2 separate regions of the Capra hircus genome follow, and region 2 is linked to region 1. Evidence: chromatin contacts called from public Hi-C data. All regions are on one chromosome and are shown on one strand. Each heading gives the region's core, a stretch centred on a gene start, on an enhancer-like site or on the middle of the called end of the contact. The rest is flanking DNA. Distances are from core to core; before and after follow the strand shown.

Region 1 (2,524 bases), core at 9-2,508:
CCACATGCGTGTCGTGCTTGGCGGTTGAAGGCTGTCAGGCACCCTGTGTCTTAGGAGCCTCCTGAGCCCTGAGCTGGTGAGGGGGGTTTGTGCAGGAGGCTCTGGGTGGGAACTCCAGGTGGACGGCAGGGCCCGAGCTGGCGCGGGCGGGGTGGGGGGGAGTGGCAGGCGAGGGGCTGTAGGCTGAGTGGCAGTGGTGGTGGTTTGAGGGCCACAGTGGACGTCCTGGTGCCTGTCTGGACGGGACTTACAGTCATGGCAGGTGCTGCTGTCAGGGGCAAGGAGGTGAGCTTGGCGCTGGGAACATGCTGTTGTGGGTGGAGAGCAGGCGAGGGATCACAGCCCGATTCTTGGGGGCTCAGGTATCGCCACTCGGGGCAGGACCGTGGTCATCACTGTGAAGGTGGGAAGTGACAGAGGGCTGACGGTCAGGTGTGTCAGCAGGCGGGGGGAAGAGCTTTCCATCAGGTTGGGGAGACCCTCTGACTGCCGCCGTCCGAGCTCAGCCCTCACACGCTCGCTGGACGGGGCCCGCTGACGCTGTGTGCTCCCACCCTGTCTCAGTGCCAGCTTGGGGTGCTGCCGCTCGGCACAGGGAATGACCTGGCTCGCGTGCTGGGCTGGGGCTCGGCCTGCGATGACGACACCCAGCTCCCGCAGATCCTGGAGAAGCTAGAGAGAGCCAGCACCAAGATGCTGGACAGGTGAGTGGGCCGCACGCGGCCTCTCAGCCTGCTGTTCTCAGCTGGGGCCCTGGGAAACCGCAAGCCTTTTGCAGTTACTTGTTAAAAAAAAAATTCCACCTCTCTGAGCAGGACTCTTTTCTTCTGATGGGCTTTATCTGGTGATCAGACTAGGGAAGCGCTGATGAGCAGAAGGGGTTGGGACTGTGCCCTCAGGTGGCCAGGTCTCACCAGCCAGGCCCGGTCTTCTGGCCCTCAGAGCGGGAGGCGGCCCCGCCCCCTGCGGCCGCTGCAGCCTCGCCTGTCACCCATCCTCCTCGTCACGGAGTTAAGCTGTCCCGTGTTCCCAGAAGGATTGGAGTTTGGGGTTATTGCCCTCCACGTGTTTAGAAATGCTTGGGCATCCTTCCCGAGCAAGCTGCTCTGAGCACCGAACTCCTGTGTGAACACCCGGACCACAGCCCGTGGTACTTGAGGAGATGCCCCGTTCTTTCAGAGGGTCCCGCACTGCTGTGAGCAGGCGTGGTATCAAACGCGCTCGGCCCCCTCAGCTGTTCCTGCCCCCCGCCTCCGGAGGCTGTGAAATACCCAGAGTGCCAAGCCAGCTGCCTGCCGAGCGGCTCAGCTGTGCAGAGGGGACGCCCACCCAGCGGGTTGTGACATTTGTTCTCAGCTAAGTGAGGAGCCAGCTCGGCGCCTGGGGGGGCCGGGTCGATACAGGCTGACAGACACAGTTAAGTTGTCACAGGATCTCGTCCCCTCTGCCGGCTGTGAGACGGGGAGGTGGGGAGGCCTGGGGCCGGAGCCGACCGGCTGAGCCCCTGTGTGTGTGCAGGTGGAGCGTCATGGCCTACGAGACCAAACTGCCCCGGCCGGTCTCCTCCTCCACCGTCACTGAAGACCTGAGCGAGGGCTCCGAGGTATCGCCATGCGCTCGCCCTGGCCCCTCCCTGCTTTGCCTCCCCCGCCAGAAATGCCCTGTTCCAGGTTAGCCCCTTGCCGGCGCAGGGCCCCCTGAGGTGGAGCCGGGTCCCATGGACTCTGCCCCGTAGGACTCGGGGTCTTCCCGCCAGCGCTCTGCCCACCCAGGCCCCTCCTCCGTGTCCTGCCCTTGCAGTCAGTCTGTGCTAGTTCGGTGCTGAGCTCTTCTTCCACTTTGTGGTGGGTTTCGGGAGTTAGAGGTTCCCTCAGGGCCCAGACTCTGCTGAGACTGGGCAGCTCAGGTGCACAGCTGTGCTCAGGCCTCCATGCGAGCCCCTGGCCAAGCAGGCAGCGGGGCTGTGCCAAGGGCTGTCTGCTCGCCCCGAGGGTCAGGGGAGGCCAACCCTGGTCTCCCGGCCCACACCTGCCTGGGCTGCCGGGACCTGCCCTGCGAGCAGAGAACGTCCAGCTAAGAGCAGGCGCGCTCGTGGGCAAGCCCTGAAGGTCGACCCTCTGGCCGATAGTAAAGGGCTTGACACGCACGGGGAGGTCCCCTCTTTTGCAGGCAGGGGTGGGAGGTGAGGAGGGTGATTGACATCCAGGGATGACGGGGGCCTGGGCCAGGGTCCCACCCGACAGAAACGTGGGGAGCCTTGGCCACAGGCCCGTGCCGCTCGGGAGGAGCCGGGGTGCAGGAGTGCAGCCTGGAGCAGTCTGTTAGGATCCTCGGTCTGTCAGCTGTGTGTGAAGGGAGGCGGGCTGGGCCGCGGGCAGGGGCGGCGCTCCTGGCCCGAGGGTGACGGCCGCCCGCCCCCCCAACCCCGGGCTGCGGGCAGGGGCGGTGCTCCTGGCCTCACCCCCACCCCAGGCCGCGGGCAGGGGTGGCGCTCCTGGCCTGAGGGTGACGGTTGCCCGCCCCC
Region 2 (2,524 bases), core at 12-2,511, 140 kb before region 1:
TTACATCACAAAAATTCCAGAGGGTCAACTGTGCCATGTGCCTGGGTCACCCTTCTAAGCAGCATGAGGAAGAGATTAGTCTTTTTCAGACTTAGAGACCCGGAGTATTCTGGCCAAACAGTGGGACCCCCAAACTGTATATTTTCAGCTGTCACATGGAAAATTGCTTGTGCCGTGAAGTTAAAAGTGCATTCCCAGGCTACGCAGTTTTGAACGCCGTGGGTCACAAAACTAAAGCAACATTGTAAAGCAGTTACACTCCAGTGGAGGGAGAAAATGTACAGAAACAAACAAGAATGTAGTGGGTGAATATGTAGGGGTACTTCCGTACTGACATGCAGTCAGGGTCAGCCCAGTGAGTGCACTGGCATTGCCCACTGAACGAGCAGTGTCTTCTCCCTGTGTGTGTGAGAAGCGATTTTAAATTTTTGGTGAAATAGTTTTTTTACTAACAGCTTACATAGCATGAGAAGTACCTGCGCGAGTTTTTGGTCTTTCCCCAGGGTTTGTGCAGATTAGATGATTTCTATTGAGCGTTGCTCAGTAGAACAGGTTAAATATACTGTACTTAACATAAGCTTTGTTGCTAGAGCTTTCTTGATCTTTTCAGAAGGATCCGTAGGGAGTTGTCACACAGCCTCAGCATGGCTGCCACCTGGCTGGCTGCGATTGTAGGATGCTGTTCTAGCTTCAGAAAGGTTTCAACGTGAGAGGAAGAGGAAGGAGTCCGGGCAGACTTCCCTTTCTAAAAGGGGAAGTACGTGCAGCCCTGAGCTTTCTGTTCCTGTGATGTTGTAGAGTTGTTCTACTGGGCAGAGAGGGAAGGTTGGTATCTACAATGTTAACTCTCAACTTTGAGATCTGAGCTCAGGGATTTGGAGTGAAACCAAGGAAGGTAGCAGTTATAGTAAGTATATTAGGGTCTTTCAGAAGCTGCTTTTTGGGGTGGTGAGGATGGTATTCCCTGGCGAACCAGTGGTTACTATGCCACACTTTCACTGCCAAGGGCCCAGGTTCAGTTCCTGGTTGGGGAACTAAAATCCATCATCAAAAAAAAAAGCCCCTTTAAAAAAAATTATAAGAAACACTGGTGAATACTTGAATGCCTTCTGAGCCTCTGAGATTTCCACATGTAAATATGTTGATCCATGTTGAGAAATAGGACAGGGGCTGACCCTCCAAATCCTTTCCCTGCCGCCCCCAGCTGGCTCTCCCCTCGGGCTCCAGTAGTGCGGTCATGGGTGCAGGGCGGCGACCCTCAGTTACTACCCCGGGCTGCGTTCCTTGGCCACCCTGGGGAGACACCGTGGCTGGCACCCCACAGCTGGTCACAAAAAGATGGGATTGTTGGGAAAGCTGGACTCTGTGGCTGCGGTCTGATGTTTCAAGCTGAGACCTCTGAAAAACCCCTGGAAGTCTTAATTGTTTATCTAAAGAGTCCTGATGTTTCCTTTTATAAGTTATGCCTCCAGTGATCCTGCCTGGTCTGACTTTAAATAGGAAACTGACTTTTTATAATTCAGAGTTCCAGAAAATGGCAAGAATAGTACAGACAGGTATCTGTAATAGTGCTTATTTCAAGAAGGTGCTCATCCCCTCCCCCCTTTTTTAAGTTGTGTAATTAGCCTCGATAGAGGATACAGATTCAGGAAGTTTCTACGTGTGTTTTTTTTAACGCTTGGAAAACAAACGTTATTTTTCTGTAACACAAGATTAAAGAGGCAGCATAAATCTAATATTAAATAGATACCATTTGTATATGTATTGTTCTTTTCCATTTCATTGGCTACTAAGACTAAATGCAGAGATCCTAATTTTTATTTGCATTCTGTATGCTGTCTTTAGTAGAGCCTTTACTGAGTACTTCATCATACTTTTTTGATGCATCCTTTGTTTTTCAAATTGACCTACCACACTGTTAATCCCAGATGCACAAAATTGTGGTTCATTATTCCTATACATTGCCAAATTATCATCACCATACATCCAGCTATCATCTGTCAGCGAAGACATTGCAGTGTTATTAACTGTACTCCCCGGCTGCAAACCCCATCCCTGTGAACCCTTTTGTAACTAGGAGTTTGTACTTCTTAATCTCTCTCATCTTTTTTCTCATACCCCCAGCCCCCCCCCCCCCAACAACCATCAGTATGTTCTCTATATCTGAGTCTGTTTCTGTTTTGTGTGGTGTTAAATTTGGTTCTTAAATCCCACATATAAGTAAAATTGTATGGTATCCATCTCTGTCTGACTCATTTCCCTTAGCATAATACCATCTAGGTTCCTCCATGTTGTCACAGATGGCAAAATTTCATTCTTTTTTTATGACTTGATACTCCATTGTATATATTTTCCGTGTCTTTATTCATTTGTCTGCCATCGGGCACTTGACTTGCTTCCATATCTTAACTGTTGTGATTAATGCTGCAGTGAAAATAGGGGTGCATATATCTTTTCAAATTACTGGTTCTGTTTTCTTTGGGAAAAGTACCCAGAAATAGAATTGGTGGATCATACGGGGTTT

The links. A called contact is a pair of places that touch in the nucleus more often than the background predicts.
Region 2: a contact with region 1 is called in a Hi-C map of blood, with 5 times the contacts expected there. The contact joins two enhancer-like sites. A contact is called at or near these places in 2 of 5 Hi-C or Micro-C datasets (both in blood).

What each region holds. Positions count from the first base shown.
Region 1 is chr3:7,657,880-7,660,403 of ARS1.2, reverse strand. DGKD (diacylglycerol kinase delta) reads left to right here. Exons shown (of 30, transcript XM_018041036.1): 11 at 565-704; 12 at 1,519-1,603. Among named protein-coding and RNA genes, the nearest start is that of DGKD, 86 kb to the left of the region's middle. Within about 2 kb of position 1,258, at least 1 of the 5 cell types and tissues checked has an H3K27ac peak or open chromatin away from gene starts, as enhancers often do.
Region 2 is chr3:7,800,533-7,803,056 of ARS1.2, reverse strand. All of the region lies in intron 11 of ATG16L1 (autophagy-related protein 16-1), which reads left to right. Among named protein-coding and RNA genes, the nearest start is that of SAG, 18 kb to the right of the region's middle. Within about 2 kb of position 1,261, at least 1 of the 5 cell types and tissues checked has an H3K27ac peak or open chromatin away from gene starts, as enhancers often do.